Regions from separate parts of the Pan troglodytes genome. Here region 2 is linked to region 1. The links are chromatin contacts, called in public Hi-C maps. All regions are on one chromosome and are shown on one strand. Each heading gives the region's core, a stretch centred on a gene start, on an enhancer-like site or on the middle of the called end of the contact. The rest is flanking DNA. Distances are from core to core; before and after follow the strand shown.

Region 1 (5,161 bases), core at 1,078-3,577:
CTGTCACCAAGCCTGGAGTGCAGTGGCTTGATCTCAGCTCCCTGCAACCTCTGCCTCCTGGGTTCAAGCGATTCTCCTGCCTCAGCCTCCCGAGTAGCTGGAACTACAGGCATGTGCCACCACACCTGGCTACTTTTTGTATTTTTAGTAGAGACGGGGTTTCGCCATGTTAGCCAGACTGGTCGTGAACTCCTGACCTCAAGTGATCTACCCACCTCGGCCTCCCAAAGTGCTGGGATTACAGGCGTGAGCCACCATGCCTGGCCTTGAATCCATTCCCTTTTCATTGGTAATGCCAAAGTTCAGGGCCTCATAGTCTCTCCACAGTTGTGACTGTAATAGACATTTAATAGACATTTTCCTCTTCTTTAACTCAGTGGTTGTCAATAAAAAGATAATTTGCACAACCCAGCCCTCCCCCGCCCAAGCCTATTCGTTCCCATTTATTCAACAAGAATTTACTGTGTGTCTGCCTACCCACTGCTTTCTAGATATCAGCGTTAATGCAGTGAAAAAAAGACAACAATCTCTGCCCTCATACTGCCTCTACCGTAGTCAGGGGATACAGACAACAAACAAAAGTAACGAATACAATACATAGTCTCTCCCATGATGATAGGGTGCTGTAGAGAAGAATGAAGCAGGAAAGAGGAATTGGGACAGTTAGAACTGTAAGTAAAGAGATCAAGGAAGGCATTCAAACAGTGACATTTAAGCAAAGACCTGAAGTAGATGAGGGAGGAAATTCGGGGGATTGAGGGACGGCGGGGAGGGGCACATTAAAGGCAAAGAGATTATATAACGTACTGTACCTAAAATATACAAATGCTAGTTACTATTTCTGGTTTTAAAGAGAATGATGAGATCACCTTAGAAAATGGAGCCTTAAAAAACTGCTTCAAAGGCCGGGCTCGGTGGCTCACGCCTGTAATTCCAGCACTTTGGGAGGCCGAGGCAGGTGGATCACCTGAAGTCAGGAGTTCGAAACCAGCCCGACCAACATGGTGAAACCCCGTCTCTACTAAAAATACAAAAATATTAGCTGGGTGTGGTGGCGAGCGCCTATAATTCCAGCTACTTGGGAGGCTGAACCAGGGGAATCGCTTGAACCCGGGAGGCAGAGGTTGCAGTGAGACGAGATGGCGCATTTGCACTCCAGCCTGTGCGACAAGATTGAAACTCCGTCTCAAAACAAAACAAAAACTGCCTCAAAGCCGGGCGCTGTGGCTCAAGCCACACTTTGGGAGGCCGAGGCGGGTGGATCGCTCGTACCCGGGAGTTCGAGACCAGCCTGGGCAACACGGTGAAACCTCATCTCTACAAAAACTACAAAAATCAGCCAGGCTTCGTGGCGCGAGCCTGTAGCTCGCTACTTTTGAGGCTGAGGTCGGAGGATCGCTTGATCCCGGGAGGTCGAGGCTGCGGTGAGCCGAGCTCGCGCCCCTGCACTCCAGCCTGGGCGACTGGGCGAGATGCCGTCTCAAAATACCCATAAAAACAAAAACAAAATACTGCCTCAAATACAAGCACTAAGAATTAATGAAAGTATTCTTTTGGTACAGTTCTTTTTGTTCATCAACTGAATCACGCTGCAAGCTGTGAAGTAATTAAGGGAACTTCTGCAACTGTGCAGTAAAAGGGTAAACCTGGCAGTGTATTTAAGTAGACGTACTTTCTGGTAGTTAATTACTTCTTGACACTAGGGGGCCACTAAATACAAGTCCACTCAGCATTTGATTCGGTGCACCAAAATGCCTCAGAAATTTCTGGAATCAGTCCTGTACCTCCAAAAAACCAGAATGTTATCTTCTTCTTTTCTAACAGCTGCAAAGGCCCAGTAGTTCCATTTTTCTGTACACTAAGTTTTCATTCCTCAGTATCCTTCACAATCATGCACACATTACACAGAGTGACCGGAACAAAGATGAGTCGACTTCGCCGAATGATAGAGAAAAACTTCCATACTGAGCGAACACCGAGGGGAGTCCGGAGGCCCTGTTGTCCTCCTCCGTGGCTGGCTGTGTCCGTCGCAGCCTGAAAGGTCAGCGGTACCCAGCGCTGTGACAGGGTCACAGGCGCGCGATGTCTCACAGCTCGGAGCAGTACTCACCTGGCATTAGGCCGCGTGCCGCAGGCCAGCTCTCACCGCTGGGCTGTTGAAGCAGGAGGCGCGAGCCGCGCCAAAGTCTGCAACGGCCTCAAGTCTCGACGCCAGCCTAGGCAAAAGGCAATGTATCTAAACGAAAAGAAAATAGGCTTTCTCCGCTCTACCGCCTCGGGCAGCCACACCTCCACACTTCCGGCGGTGTACCGGCCAAATGCCGCCTGCCAGCAACTTCCGTCCTCCTAGCTAAAAGCGGAAAACAGAGGCTCGGAACCGCTGCGTGGTTCTTGCTCTTCACTCGGCCGTTTTAAAGGGTGACCCTTTCCTGTCCCGGCCTGCGTGGCGTGGGCTTGTGGGTCTTTGAGACCCGAAAATTGAGAGCGTTTTCGCACTCCAGGGGCTGCTCCTGGCGGCTCTGCGGCCGTCACCATGGTAAGGAGGATGCCTCGGACGCTCGCGACACACAGCGTCTGAGTTAGTGGGACCTGAGGACTCTGGGGCGCTGGGGTAGGGGGTGAGTGGTGGTAGGCGGAAATGAGAACTGCCAAGAGAAAAGGATGGTAGACCCGTGGGGTGGGCTCTGAGGAGTGGAAACAACTTCACATTCGAGACACAGACGGTATTTGCCAGAACACAAGCTTTGGAGCAAGATTTTACTCTGTCCTGTTTTCTTTTTTCTTTTTGATCCACCGCTAAGAGTCCTAAAAATTCCTGATTTCACCACAAGCGTGGTTATCAGCCCCAGAGCCTAATGGGAATATGGTTGTGCCTTGTACAATCTTAGATGTCAGTCCCGCTCCCTTCATTTTACTGCTGAGGAAACTGAAGGCGTCCTTGCCAAAGACCAGACAGCTAATGAATTGCGAAGCCGGGCTTAACGGCCCAGATCTAACTGCCAGGTCCTTTCTCTTTCTGTTACGTCTCTATAATCTGCGTTTCTTTGCAAAATGGCATTCCATACACCCTTCATGTGATGGCTGCAAAGTTTATGTGATAGCAGTTGGTAGCAGCACACCTTGTTGGTTGTTACTTAACATTGCTCTCTGTGCTGGACTTGGCTTTGTATCATTTTTATTTTTGCAGCCTTAAAATACGAATAGACTCACGCCTGGCCGCGTGTTTAAAACGTGTCTAAAATGCAAAAAGCATCCCATACATTGCTGGTGAAAAGAAAAATAATGCACTTTTGGAAAACGGTCTGGCAGTAAACACACGTCCACATGAAGACTTGCATGCAGTTGTTTATTGCAGATTTATTCGTAATCACCCAAAACTGGGAACAACCCTGATACCTATCATCTGGTCAGCGGGTAAACAGTGGTGTATCCATACAATAGCATACTACTCAACAATAAAAAGGATTGAAGTTCCTATACCTGCAGCAAATTGGGTGAATCCCAAAAGCAAGAAACCAGATTCAAAAGGCTATGTACTACTGTTGATCCCTGTTTCAGTCTGGGAAAGGCGAAACTGTAGGGATAGGTATCAAACTGAGAGTTGGGAAAGAGGATTGACTTAAAAGTTACATAGGGAATTTTAGGGGGAAATGGAAATTCTCTGTATTTTGATTGTGGTGGTTACAGAACTGTGTAGTTAGGAAAAACTTAGAACTGTATACCTAAAAAGGACAGGTTTTACTGTGTGTAAATTATGCTTCAATAAAACTGACTTAAATTTTTTAAATGTGAAATGAAGGTGTTATTAAAAAAGCAAATTATGTCAAGGAAAAAAGATACTGTAATCAGTTCATCCCTTTTGTGGTCCAGTAGATTTTGGACCACTCCCTAATGAGATTATTAGAGATGTAAGTCCTGATGCCTCATATCATTCAAGACCAAAATTTAACTTACATCATGTGAATAAACTTAATGGTGCAAGAATCATTTAAGTAAGTGAACATTTGGATGAAACAGGGTCTTTGTGCTATGTAAAAGAAAGCATTTTAGAATGATTGTCAGTACTTTAAAAAATTAAAATAATATTTCTTCCATCATTATAGCCACAGAATGAATATATTGAATTACACCGTAAACGCTATGGATACCGTTTGGATTACCATGAGAAAAAGAGAAAGAAGGAAAGTCGAGAGGCTCATGAACGTTCAAAGAAGGCAAAGAAAATGATTGGTCTGAAGGCTAAGCTTTACCATAAACAGCGTCATGCTGAGAAAATACAAATGAAAAAGACGTAAGTGGTCTCATTTATTTGTCATAACAAGTTAACATCTTTTGAGTAATCATTATTAAAACAGATAATCTTGAATCTTTTTTCCTTCTTGGTAGTATCAAGATGCATGAAAAGAGAAACACCAAACAAAAGAATGATGAAAAGACACCACAGGGAGCAGTACCTGCCTATCTGCTGGACAGAGAGGGACAATCTCGAGCTAAAGTACTTTCCAATATGATTAAACAGAAAAGAAAAGAGAAGGCGGTAAGCAATAACAATTCAAGTCTTTGTTTTGTTTAGGAGAATTACTTAAATTCAAATTTGAGGTTCTTGTTTCTCGGTTTAATTTCAAACATGAAGTACAGCTGTTATTCCCATTATTTAGATGTTGAAGTCTTTGTAAATTTAATTAAAAACTTGCTTTCTCATCATAAGGTTTTAAAATTTAAGTTTTAAAAAAAATTTATTAGAATGCCATATGAAATTTAAAAGCTGGTAAGGAGTGAATTTCAAATTCAATATTTGTCTTCCTGTTTGAAAACCCACAGTGCTATGCAGTCATAAAGAAAAATACAAATGCTTCTTATTTGTGCTGCCCTGTAGTGCCAAACTTGGTTAAAAAGTAGAATGGTGGAAAACTCCCTGAGTTGTCACAAAAAATGTGGCTTTTTAAAACACCTGTAAATAGATTAGCAGAAATCCAGATAAAAGAATATGCAGTATTTATATTTAAAGAATTATTTTTACTGCCTTACACTATTTCAGTTTTTTCATAGAATTTGCACTCAAGGGAGGCATAAAACATCTGGTGAGGATTTTGTCTTGCTAGTGATTACAGATCCATCTCGGGAAGAAATACAGAGACATATTAAGAGGTGGAAACACTCT
Region 2 (5,280 bases), core at 184-2,683, 870 kb before region 1:
CAAATGCAATTTGCCAATTCCTGGTCTAGATTAAATATATACCTATCTTTGTTTTTTAGATTTATTTTTGTTTTTCTCCATCTTAGCTGAGAGCCTACAGGTTGCTGTGAAGGCCTCACAGATGGGCGCCGTGAGTCAATCATGTGAGGACAGTTGTGGAGACTCTGTCTTGGCGGACACACTCAGTTCTCATGATGTACCAGGATCACCGACTGCCTGTAAGTGAAAATGCAGGCCTTGGCAATGAGCCTGAGCACAATCCCTGGAGCTTACAGTGGCCACATAAAGTAAAGGCAATGACTGTCTCTGGTTGAAGGGGACTTGATATATTTTTTTAAATTAGAAAAAAACTGAGAATAAATATGCTAGCCTAAATGAGTATCATATGCATATAATAATGACACTGGGGTTTCAAGTATGAGGATCTAAAGAGTAGTTGGTGGGTTCTACTGCTCTGTTTGCCAGCCAAATATCGGACCTTCCCCAACCCCTACCCTGCCTCATTTTTGATATGATTTATTCATTACAGTTTTGAAAGAACTTTTTAACTTTTCAGGTTTTTTAAAAAAGGAGTCCCTGCGGTCAATTACAGAACAAGCCCTTAAACCTAATCTCATGTGCATCAACTGAGAAAACAACTCAGAAAACCAGAAATATACACACGGCTCCCTCCGTCTCCCTCCTTTCTCTCTCCCTCTCTCTTTCTCTCTCTCTCACACACACGAAGTTTGGTGGTATGGTTAAAGCAGAAGTGCCAGAAAATTCTTGATCTGTGCCATCCTACACTTTAGTTCATGTCAGAATTCATTTATGAAAACATTGTTTCAAAACATTTTAAATATAAAAAAAATAGAATGTAGAGATTTGGTTTAGGTAATTTCCCCGAACCTAGCTATCCTGTTATATGTATAGTTGTAGGCTACTTAGTTCCATAAAGGTTTCTAAGATAAGAGCATAAAGAGTATACTTTTCATCCTGTGCAGGTGGTAACAACCTTACTTCCACAAGGTCTTATGTGCGTAAGATAAAATGGATAAAATGTCTTCAGTAGTTAGAGATCAGAAGATTAAATTGAACTCAAGATTGGAAGATTAAATTGAACTCAGAACTTCTTTAACAACATCCCTTGATTAATTAAGATATATAGATGCAGTATAGCTTTTTAATTCTATACTTCTTTTTTTTTTCTTTTTTAAACATCAGCACCACTAATTATCTTCCTCTCTCAAGTTCTGCTTTATCTAATCCTGAGTTTCTATTTTCAGAATGCGCACATATGTTTTTCATTTTGACACAGCCCAGATTCATCAGGGGAGTTGTACTGCCCTGGGTGATTTCCTTTTAAAAGAAGAACCTCATTATGCCATTGAGGAGTCTCTGTCTAAAAATACGTGCAGGGATCTGCTGCTCTCAGCCTCGCCCCAGGGACAGCTGGAGAGGCTCCCCTCCGCAGCTGCCCGAGCCCGCGGCCGTGCCTTCCCTCCCTTCAGGCCAGGCAGTGAAGGTCTCCTTGTCTGTATCCACATCTCTCATGACTGGGGAGAGTTTCAAAGGGACACCCGTGGCATTTGCCAGAACCATTGAGAGGCTCTTTAGAGGGGTCTGATATCGGGATTCAGGTAGAGGAAGTACCGAAGCCGGCTGGTGGGGTCCTGTACCCCAAGGCCTCTTCAGTTCTGGGTCAGACTGGAACATGGTGCTATGAGAGTTTGATTCTCTTTATAAAGTTGTTCAAGGCACAAGGCTAGCTCTAAATGGAGGTCTACAACTGTGACTGAATGGGTCGGTTCTGCAAATGACTTGGAGAACTGGGCTCTTCTGCATCAGGCTTATGTCAGCCTGAGGTTATAAGCCAAGCAGACAGCTCTATTTTCAGTCTTCAGTATACATGATGAGTATCTTCTACTTCTAGGAAAGTTCTGTTCACTGGAGACCCTCTGGCCCACCCTGAAATTGGATACAGGGACAGGGACCTGATCTGTGTTTTATTCTTCTGCCTTGTCATCAGCTTCTTTCCCATTTGATTTTCCTAATTTCTATGAGGGAGTGAGAAACAGAGTGGTGAATTCTTTAGTGATGCCTTTGGCCACTCTTTAAGAGTTAGGAATAGCACCCAATAGTAGAACCATTTTTCAAATGACAGAGAAACCTATAAAATGTCCCTCATTGTAAGTGAATAAGTGCTGATCAGCTTGAACAAAATGGACTTGTTTTTAGCTGATCTCATCGGAAGCCGTTTCCGTTTAGACAAAAACTTCTTTGTATTAGAAGAGGTCTTTGAAATCCTAGAGGACTCTCATTTTCCAAAGACATAAGTATTTTTGTTAAAGAAAAAGGCATTTCCTATATTGGAAATAAAGTTTCAAAATGACACAATAAAAATTATACAAACAAACAGTGTCACAAAGTGAATATCGATTTTGTCAGGGTCTGGATTGGACATGGTTCTAATAAAACACTGTTTTGGGCTTTGAAAATTCTAGTTTTAATCAGTGCAAGGTGGGCACAGTTTAAGTTTTAACTGAGTTCACATGGGTAAAGAAAGAAAGAAAATCCTGCCAACAGAGATTTAATGGATGAAGTGAAATCTGTATTTGGTACTTAAAAATATTTCGGGACTAGTTTCTATGTTTTCATAGTTTAAATACATAGTATTTGTAAATCTAAAGCATAACAAGAAATGTGAGAAAAACAACACATTTAGAAATTGTTAAAAAATAAGTTATTCAGAGATAGGGACAGGTTCTTGGTTTGTATGACTATGAGACCGTGAAGTATTAGCCATCTCCGCCTTCCTAGAAAGATGTCTCCCTCCTGCTTCGGACTCCTCCTTCCTCCTAAACCTTGTTTATCGTCTGCTGCTCTTGCACTGGCCACAAGAGAGACTTTTTACAGACTTGAGTCTGCCAAGAGACCTTGCTTTTGTTCTACAGCACCTGTTTAAATTTCATCCTTCCCAGGAGGCATTTTCCTATTAAGTGAGAGTGAGATGTAGATTCTACCCTCTGTAACACAAACAACACACGAACACTTCAGTGCAAGAAAGAAAAGTACAAAGATGGTGATACTTTGTGCGGTTCGTCAGTTGCTGTCTGTTAGCGTGTAAGCCCCATGTGGGCAGGGACCACATGCGTTGCTCTGCGCTCATCCAAGCACCTCATCTAAGAATACTCAATATGTATTATTTTGTGGTGTTTCCTATTTTGAAATATGTGTTGGCCGTGTACAGAAGAACCCGGTGGGCTGGCCGATGTTTGACGCTGTCCTTTTTGTTTCTGTCTCGATGGCGTGCTTCCAGCATTAGTCACAGGAGGGAGAGAAGGAAGAGGCTGTTCGGATGTGGATCCCGGGATCCAGGGTGTGGTAACCGACTTGGCCGTCTCTGATGCAGGGGAGAAGGTATTGTGAACTGATTTGTTAGTAAACGGCAGCGGTTACTGTCTATAATAAAATAGCCTCAGGTTCTGGTCTGTCACGGCAGTCAGTGGGACAAAGGTGCTTTTCTGAATTGTTCTCAATTGATTTAAATATTCATATTTAAACTTTCTAACTTATTTCTTCTTCAAATGTGCTTGCACTTCCTGTGTCATGTAGGTGTAAACAAAGCAACGATTGAAAAGTTATTAAAAAGATTAAAAACTCTCCTGTGTATATGTGTGTCTGTGCTCTCTGACTTCTGGTCTTTCTGCCCTGCAAACCTTTGCTTCTCACCCACTATGTCTGGCAGCTCTGGCACCCGGGGGCCCTTTTGCAACCAGATGGCGCCAAAGTAATTGAAACACCTTTTACTTTGGAATATTCTTGTTTCTTTCACCTTCCTTGACCCTCCTCTCCTTGCAGAGTTGATTTCCTGTCACCACCCACATTTCACCTACTTTTTTTGTGGTTAATTTTTAATTAATCTGACCAGTTTTTGCTTGGGACACAGCGATTCCCAAAGGGAATCTTCTTTTTTGACTTACTGCTATATACATAGGTATTAACTCTCTCTTTAAGAATTAAATACATAAAACTTCCTATTAATGTCTACTGAAAGTGAGATGTCAGAAATAGGAAAGGAGTAAAATATGATTCTGGGAGGTGGCTGGTTGGCCTCTTCCTGCTTGTCAGGGCTCCAGAGTTTAGCTTTATCTAAAATTGAATTAGGTACATTACTAGGTGCCACTATGTGTCAATGTGAAAAAATGGCAAATGTCAGATCTTCTCATGTATACAACATATTTTACATATTATATACTTTTTGTGTATATTACATAAGACTGAGAAATCAAGTCAAGGACTTTTAAAATCCAGAGAAAAGACAGCTGTGACTGAGTGTTCTTTTTTAAACTTCACAGGCCAAAATGAGCATAGGAATGTAATATTTTACTCCTTCTGATTGTAAGCTTTCTAATGTATTGCTTCTTAAAATGTTCCTGCTTTTCATCCTTTTCAGTGAAGACTTCACTTTTAAGTGTGAAGTTTGTGGTGTCCAACTGTGTTAATAGAAAAGAGAGAGTGAATTGGACAGTAATAATTTAATCTTGAATACAAAGTTGGGTGGCTCCTACCCCTAAAGTCTCCCTCTTCCACTCCAATTCAGCTACAGGTAGATAATTGAGGTTAAGTGTCTGGGTTCTTCTTTGGATTAAGCTATCTGCAAAATTTTTTGCTTAATAAGGCATTTTGAAAAATTAATACATTAATAAACCCAGGTAAAGGGCAGGATCACTTGAAATCAAACTTTTAAAAGGTGTATAATGGATATTTTGTCATTAGCTTCCTCTACAAGGTAAGGTTAGAACAAATTTCTGAAAGAATATTAAAAAATAAAATCTGACTCAAATGCAGAAATAATGGATAAATCGCCAACTGCAGTTTTAAACATTTACCACAAGGTGGCGGAACAACTCCATTGAAAACGCGAAATTTCCTGTCTTGTGTCAAACCTAGTGGCTTTTGGGCATAAGTAACCGCAGGTAGCACAGTCCAGCTCATTTCTATGGTTCTAATTTTTATAGACTATAAAAACTCTGTGCCATATGGTCTTACTACAGAAGCAGTGGAGTGTGGATGGGCCACGACAGAGCCAGAAGGGCAGCGAGAACGCCAACCATCCCTCTAGGGCGGGGGTTCTTAGAGCCTGTTCTCTCCCATAGGGTTTGGCACAGATCTAATGTCTTTAAGCTTCATCTCCATTTTCAGCCTCTGTCTTTTCTCTATCAGAGGTGCTGCTTACGAGTGAAATCTTTAATTGGCAGTCCAGGGGAAGCGGAGGTCTGGCTAGCTCATCCTGGCATC

What was found. A called contact is a pair of places that touch in the nucleus more often than the background predicts.
Region 2: a contact with region 1 is called in a Hi-C map of stem cell-derived neural progenitor cells, with 4 times the contacts expected there. The contact joins the enhancer-like site here to the promoter of GFM2 in region 1. A contact is called at or near these places in 1 of 7 Hi-C or Micro-C datasets (stem cell-derived neural progenitor cells) and 1 of 1 datasets of contacts at active chromatin or transcription factors (stem cell-derived excitatory neurons).

What each region holds. Positions count from the first base shown.
Region 1 is chr4:41,284,340-41,289,500 of NHGRI_mPanTro3-v2.0_pri, reverse strand. GFM2 (GTP dependent ribosome recycling factor mitochondrial 2) reads right to left here and starts at 2,327. Exons shown (of 21, transcript XM_001150063.6): 1 at 2,111-2,327. NSA2 (NSA2 ribosome biogenesis factor) reads left to right here and starts at 2,456. Exons shown (of 6, transcript NM_001246638.2): 1 at 2,456-2,536; 2 at 4,104-4,291; 3 at 4,387-4,537. The coding sequence starts at 2,534.
Region 2 is chr4:42,152,949-42,158,228 of NHGRI_mPanTro3-v2.0_pri, reverse strand. It overlaps ARHGEF28 (Rho guanine nucleotide exchange factor 28), which reads left to right. Exons shown (of 35, transcript XM_016953152.4): 28 at 87-218; 29 at 3,299-3,399. Among named protein-coding and RNA genes, the nearest start is that of ARHGEF28, 270 kb to the left of the region's middle. Within about 2 kb of position 1,433, at least 5 of the 24 cell types and tissues checked have an H3K27ac peak or open chromatin away from gene starts, as enhancers often do. A contact at or near this core is called in stem cell-derived neural progenitor cells, where this site is marked.